Regions from separate parts of the Bombyx mori genome. Here region 2 is linked to region 1. A link is a contact called in public Hi-C data. All regions are on one chromosome and are shown on one strand. The core of a region is the stretch at or near the end of the contact, and the rest is flanking DNA. Distances in the headings are between cores, read along the strand shown. Region 1 holds the start of LOC119628988 (23 kDa integral membrane protein). Region 2 overlaps LOC119628988 (23 kDa integral membrane protein).

The links. Hi-C and Micro-C count contacts between places; a contact is called where the count stands out from the background.
Region 2: a contact with region 1 is called in a Hi-C map of midgut, with 1.6 times the contacts expected there. The contact joins the enhancer-like site here to the promoter of LOC119628988 in region 1. A contact is called at or near these places in 2 of 7 Hi-C or Micro-C datasets (midgut and whole pupa).

Annotation. Positions count from the first base shown.
Region 1 is chr10:14,749,352-14,753,076 of ASM3026992v2, reverse strand. LOC119628988 (23 kDa integral membrane protein) reads right to left here and starts at 1,769. Exons shown (of 6, transcript XM_062670727.1): 1 at 1,654-1,769. LOC101741846 reads right to left here and starts at 2,366. Exons shown (of 1, transcript XM_004921556.4): 1 at 1-2,366. The coding sequence starts at 2,055.
Region 2 is chr10:14,784,695-14,788,587 of ASM3026992v2, reverse strand. All of the region lies in intron 5 of LOC119628988 (23 kDa integral membrane protein), which reads right to left. Among protein-coding and RNA genes, the nearest start is that of LOC101741699, 11 kb to the left of the region's middle. Within about 2 kb of position 1,912, at least 6 of the 8 cell types and tissues checked have open chromatin away from gene starts, as enhancers often do.

The DNA.
Region 1 (3,725 bases), core at 520-3,019:
ACAAAGAAAAAACGCTGCGGCTAATATGAATGGATTTGCAGCAGTCACTGACGCTGGTATCCAGAAAATTTCTTCTTCTCCGCTTGCATCTATCCAGCGTCGAAGAAATTTATCCCATTCTTTGGCCAGTTCAAATGATTTCCGCATTTTCTTGGCAGCAACAAAAGCAGCATACGAGTTTTGATGGTAGTGGTAGAAAGAATGCAGAGCTGCCCACCCAATAGCAATGCCGGTCCCATCAGAATAATCACCACGGACCGCGATACGGAATGCTGCAGCAGCAAGATCCTTTCCTTCGGTGCCCTGGTCAAAATTTAAAGCACCATAAATCCATAACAAATATCGATTTTTACTGTGAACATTTAAAGCTCTCAACAAAAAATTTTTGGCTTCCATGTTATTACCTTCTTCAAGGAGTCTCAGAACTTTAGTAAGTAATACGGCAGGACTTTGTTCTGCGACAGTTAAGTTATTTTCAAGGTGTTTCTCGGCTAACTTCCTATAACCAGCTATTCGACATCTAGCCACTAATGTCAAACTAACTGCGCGCGGGGAAGGAGGTCGTGGAGCGAACGAGGCTGTCACTGCTCTTCTACAGGCAACATGCTGATGTGTTACCGTATCTTGCAAATCAATAACTGAACAATTTCCCGCTGGAAACTGTTTGAGCAAAGACCTCACTCGCATCAGTAAACGATTTGCTGCAGATCTTTTGATACCTTGGTTCATCGGAATTGTACCTTTACAAGCCAGATCACTTAATTCTTGGTGTACTGTTAGAGCGCCGCCTTCGCTCCTTATTCGTCTAACATCAATCGTTTGATCTTCTGGAGGCGGCTCTACCGTTAGCTCGTTCACAGGTACAGTAGAGCCATCGGTAACAGGAAAATCTATTCGTTCGTAAAGTGAAACCATTTTGGCTTTCGGGACTAATGGTTCGAACAAATCAAATCTTATGACAAAATAAGCGCCGTGACCGTATTCATCAGTTACAGTGTTTATCTCTCTAGCACTAGCTTTTGCGCTTGCCGGTGGAAGATCTAATAACGGACCTACGTTCTCCGGTAGTTCAGATTCATTATAATACATCAATTGGGCACCGACCGTCACACCAAATTGACCTGGTTCCAACAAAACTCCGGCGTCAACGAAACCCATGAATCTACCGCGAACATCAATTTTTCCAAATCTAGGTACTCCAGCCATTTCTACATAGAATGGAAAACGTAGTCTTTCTTGCAATAAATTGGGGTCAATCAATACACGTTTCATTGAGTACCAATAAAAACGGTTACATTCAGATGTTTTCGAAGGTATTATTACATTTTCAGGAAAATAAATATCTTCGTTTGGAATTTCAAATTCGGTGTTTGCAGCTTGAGCTGCATTCGAAACATCAGCCCAAACAATTTTTTTGGCTTCAGGAAAACTTAATGAATTACCAAAATTCATAACATTTTGCGTTAAGCTGTCCAAGCCAATTGCTCCCAGATAAACCGTTCCATCTTTAGCGTTAGGAAGACAATGAACAGATAACAAAGTTATCATCAACGGAACGCGATTGTTTTCTGAATAACCGCGGGCTTCTAAATGAGCTATTACGCTGCAGTTTGTACGGTCACCGTTATGAATCAAAACAAGGGGAACTCTTACCTTTATCTCTTGCTCTCCCAATACAAAAGGCATCAAATCAACATTACCACCTGCCCAATTATCTGAATTCAATAACGGATCGACATCCTTAGCTCCTTTTCCCGAAACAGAACGAAGAATAACAACTATAGGACTATCGGCAACCATTAATTGATGATCTGGATCATTTAAGTTTACTGGAAAATATTCTATTTCAATTACGCTCTCAGTGTACCATTTTGTGGTCATCACAACTTGTCCGTTGAAGAAAACTAAGAATATCCATTCGCCGGAACTTGGTGGCTCGCCGATCATTTGCAGGAGAATGCTGATGTTACGTGGTGGAATAAGAATACCATCATCTTCCGCCACCACGCTTGATTTTTCTGTATTTGTATTTTTTATTTTTTGTAAATCTTTCATTTGGATGGCTTCAGGGAATATCCGATTTTTTGCTTCACAATGGTGAATGCTATGCCTATGTTTTATGCAGAAATGGAAAAATTAGGTTAATCGTTATAATTCCACACTAAATGAGTTTGATTTATACCTCATTTATCATTATAAATTATGGATACATTAGATTTACAACAATTAATAATAGCGGTTTTCGTATTTGTCAAATATAACGTCTTGCTTTTGTATTAATGATATTACAATTAACATTTATAAGGAATCATAGATAGGTTTCATACTTCAGTGTATGGAATGCAATTTTAGTTTTGACTTTGACATAAAGTACAGTTTAAAGTTGTAGTCACAAAACTATTTAAAGTTTTACATTTTTTTAATAAATTAAATAAAAACTTTTTGCCTTGTAAACATTGCACTACAGTTGGTATCTGAGTTATTAAGCAAGTCCACTGCATAGCAAAGAATACAGTTAGAGAGTAAAAAGAAGATATGCTGTATAGTGAAGTCATAAACAACAGCATACGAAAATTATGAAAATGAACAATAATTATTAGAATAATAGTAAACACGATTCAAGTTTTTATCTGGTGTGCTTCAGACCATCCGTAATTTCCAACAATTAGATATATTGCTAAAACAATGGACAACGACTGCCCGATAAAAATAGTAAACATGTAAAATTTTTAAATAAAAATATTTTTTAAGAGAACCTTAACAGAAATTGTTATAAAAAAATTCAAAATAAAATTATGAAATTAAATAACTTAATCCTGATAGTCTAGTCATTATAGGGCAGCGGTCGGGGAACCGGGGTAAATTACCCCAAATGGGGTAAAATTCATTTTAAATTTCATTTTTGGGGGGTAAAAATGAAACTTTTGTGAGTAAAAAGTATTTAGTGAAGTGAAACTTCTTTAGAATCGTTGTGATTTCAAACTCGATGAAACGAAATGAAACGAAACGAAAAAATAAGTCCATAGAGATACAAACACATAAATGTATAGGATTCAGCCGGCGAGAGAATGAGATCGAAAACATTATTTGGAAACACAAAGTTCACGTGATTGACTCAGGTATTTTATTGTAGGCATCGTTAGCCGCGATTGGCTTGCCGAAGCGGCTCCGAGCGGAGCCGACAAATCACAAAGCGAAATTTCCCGAAAAAAATCATTTAAATAAAAAAAACTTTTTTATGGGGGCTATATATAAAATTGAAACTAGTTTTTTCCTCTAATAATACAAGAAATATATCATATGAATTATAAAATAACAAGAAATTATCATTTACTTATATTTTCTGAGGGGAGGATTTTTTTTCCTCAACTGTATATTACATAATTATATTACTATTATTACCGTTATGTATTACTAGGTGTAATACCTTGATAAATTGAATAAATGATGTTTAAATTAAATTTTTAGTTATTATTTTCTTTTCATAATTATCATAGGGGCTATAATATGAAAGATGCTAAAAAGAAGTGATTTCGTTTTTTTTTTGTTCTTCGTGGGGTAATATCAACTTACACAAAAATATTTTGGGGTAATAATTAAAAAAGTTCCCCGACCGCTGTTATAGGGGATTGACCTCGGAATCCATAGAAAACGAAATATTTACAAAAAATGTAAAAAAAATGATTTTGTGATCTTTGACCCCTGGCTTTAAAACTTGCGACCAT
Region 2 (3,893 bases), core at 663-3,162, 35 kb before region 1:
ATAGCATACGCAGTAAAAGTAGACAGGGAATAATAAATGTACAAAAATTAAGGCCTCGATTTTCAATCAGGTAGGCTATGCATGTTTAAGTATTTTTCCAACGTTACCCACCTCGTCATGTGTGCCTCCCATTAACTATAAACGCAAGTAGATATAGACGTAAAATGAATATAAATGATGTAATGATCCCTCATCACGCCTCATAGACAATCGTACCTATATACTCATAGCTTTTGGTTGCTTATCACATTCGTATTGACAAAGATGGAATGAAAAATAATATTTAAAAAAAATCAATAGAAAAGAACATACGATATTTCGATTTAATTATGACAAAAAGCAGCCTGTTCCATTAACAAGCTTGTTAAGTCGTTAGAAAATAATTATTAAAATCATTAGAATACTAATTAAATGATAGAACGATTGCATGTATTTTTTTATTAATGTGTGTAAAATATACATATTTAATTATTTTTTTTGTTACTAAATTCACACATAAGGCTATTTAATTAAGATCTAGAAGATTATAACATTTAGAACATTAATAAAAACTATTTCAAATAGTTATTTCATTTGCATTTCACAAATTCTGGCGTTACCGATATTTAAATTATCGCGGTCATGGAAAACGCTCGATTCTAAAGGAATTATGTACTTAGATGTATTTGGGTAAAAAGACAATGTATTTAACCACCTTTTTCTCCTCCATTAAAAAAAAACTTATCTTTATTTGGTTAGTAACTACTGACGAGCGTCATAGTTTTTTTTTTTTAGCATATTTTTCGGAGTTTTATGAATAAATAAAAATATACAAAATGTATCTAAATCTTCAGTTGTCATTGATTCCGGTCGAAATTCCATCATTGGACGAACACTAGTAGTCTCAATGACCCGCAAAGATACTAAATACAAATAAAATATACGTAATTCTAGTTTACTGATTATGTTTACAGTAAACTGGGTAGGAACGATCCTCCAATTAATGATTAATTATTATTGCAATCGACACGTTTATGCCGTAATTCTAAACCATTAATTGAAGGAATACGAACGCTTTGATGAACGTTACAATTTTTTTAAATCTTTGATGGAAATTTTGGACTTGTTTTAGACCTTTTAAGATTTTTATTATGCGTCATGACTACCTGCAACGTTTGTGTCACAAAGATTTATTTAAAATCTTACTTAGATTATTAATTGGAAATCAGAAATCAAAACAACACCCACGACCATCTGGTTATTTCTGTCCCAAAAATTAAATCATAGATAGGTTAATTATTATTATAGTTTAAAAACTTTTTATTTGTGAAATGAATTCATACATACCTACAATACTTATCATTTTCAGGAGGAAATAAATGACTCTGCTGATCGCAGCAAAAGTGTTTGACTTAGTAAAATATTATTTATTGAAAACTATGACGAAAAGATGTTGTTAGCGCCTCTAGCAAATTTTACTTCATGGATGTGAATTTTACTGTGGTCCTGGGATCCTAACATCTCGAATAATTCTGAGAATACTGAAGGAAAATAACTTTTTCAAATCACAGCGATTCCATACGTTGCGATTACAAGGGCAGGATTGCTCAAAAAGGCAGCTACCAATGAGATTTCACCTCAAATAGTACTCTACACTCGCATCGTGGTGCCTATAGATTTGAATAGCCCCTTGATATCAGAAAGGCCATGCGTTCGACCATCTTCCCGTATATAAAGTATAATTTGACTAGTATTTCTTGCTCAATCAAAAGACGGGTAACGGGTTAGACGGGTTAACGCTTATCACAATTACGTGCACAAAATAATAGCAGATGAGTTAAAAAAAACTTCAGGCATCAAACAATACATTCAAACATTAAAAACGCCAGTAATCCGACCTTCATGGGTGTAATTTACGCACCCGCGAAGTGACATCACTACAAAATGGCGCGGGCGCATTCAGCAGAAAATGACGTAAGCTCCAAGGTCATGACCAATTCAAGACCGGTTTTTAATAAAACAAGTGAAATATAATTTATATTATGATGGTGTTATAAATTCTAATTTTAAACAGTATTAAGGCGGACCGAGTCACACAGTTTGGGTCATCTCTAAAAAAACCTCCGATGCAAATAATTCCAATAACATAATTACCTTTGTCATAAATTTAATTATTGGAGTACACTGCCCGCCATATCGATATCGTGGCAATAAGCTACTACAGCCCTCCTCCTCCTCGAGTCGTGTTCCTCATGTCTGAGGGTCGTGACCACCATCACCCATGAGCTTCAATCTTAGGATCTTTTTCCACTTTCCCCTGTCCACGGCGTCATGCAGCGCGCTGTACACTGTACTGTCCAAAGCGGTGCGGATCTGGTCGGACCAACGAGTATGGCTGCGGCCTCTAGATCTGTTGCCTTCAACTTTCCCTGTGATCATAAGTTTTTCCAGGTTATCGCCGTCTTTCCTCGCAATGTGACCAAAATATTCGAGGATCCGCTTCAGACATACAGTAGACAGTCTGATTTTGATGCCCAGTTGCTTCAATATCGACACGTTAGTCCGGAAGGCTGTCCACGGAATTCTTAGCATGCGTCTCCAACACCACATTTCGAAAGCATCGATGCGCATTCGGTCTGCTGCTTTCAACGTCCATGTCTCAGCTCCATACAAGAAGATAGAGAAAACAAGAGTCCGCACCAGTCTGGTTTTAGTTTTCAGGCCTATCCCTCTATTCTTCCAGATCTTCTGTAGCTGAGACATCGCACTTTTAGCCATTCCGATACGTCGGCGCACGTCAGTTTCACATGAGCCTTTGTTGCTGATGCAGGACCCGAGATACACGAATTCGTCTACAACCTCTAATCCAAGCGCCCCATTCAATCTTAGAACATTTGCACGATCCACCACCATTAATTTCGTTTTTGATCTATTTATGGAGAGGCCTAGGCTGTTGCTGATACGTTCCATTTTGCTGAAGAAAAGAGACATTTCCGGTTCGTCTGCAGCTAGCAGGGTCGTGTCATCGGCATATCGGAGATTTGTAATATGAGCTCCACCAATGCGCACACCTCCCGACCAATCTTCACAAGTCTGCCGCATGATGGCTTACACTGCAAAATCGACTGTGCTATCCTTAATGAAGTCATTAATGTTAGTTATTTTAATTAATGTTTTCTATCTGCTCGTATGACTAGTAAATGGTGGAAACTTGTTTGTTTTTTGTATTTTACATTACATGTATTCGTACTGTTTCTTCCCAATTAAAAAACTGGAAGCTACTATTGCTTCCTAGCTGAAATAGTTGGTGAAATACTAGCCAGTGTAAGGAGTGAAAAGCCATAATACATCTTTAAATCTACCGCAAGGTAAACTAGGTACTGCCAAGTGTGAGGAGGCACCTAGTAAACCTCTTTACCAAGTTAGATGGTCTCGCGTTTGTATTTTAATGAAAAAAACAGTTCAGTAATCCTTTCAAGGTCACGGAGCTGATAACAAAAAAAGACTTAAAAGTTTATTTATTATAATATGTATCTGTTACAGTCAATTATAGGATCGCGAATGTAGTTAAAACTTTGTTGTACAAATACACTTTTCTACACAGTTTTTTTTATATTTTTATCACAGTATTCTACATGGTTCCCATGCCATGTTTTTGCAATCATCGGTATTGCGGTAAAAATTGATGTTTTCAATACATTTAGGGCCACAGCATAGCGATTTCGTCAATAGGTACATACTCATAACTCAGAATACCTACAGAAAAAACCGTAACTTTTATCTGTATTCTGAGACTCATAATAGTATCTATCTATTAAAAAAATATTGTGCAATCATAAAGATGAATCTTGTGATTCATTTCAGACAGAATAACATTCGTAGTGAAAACAATATTATTCTTATAACAAATAACT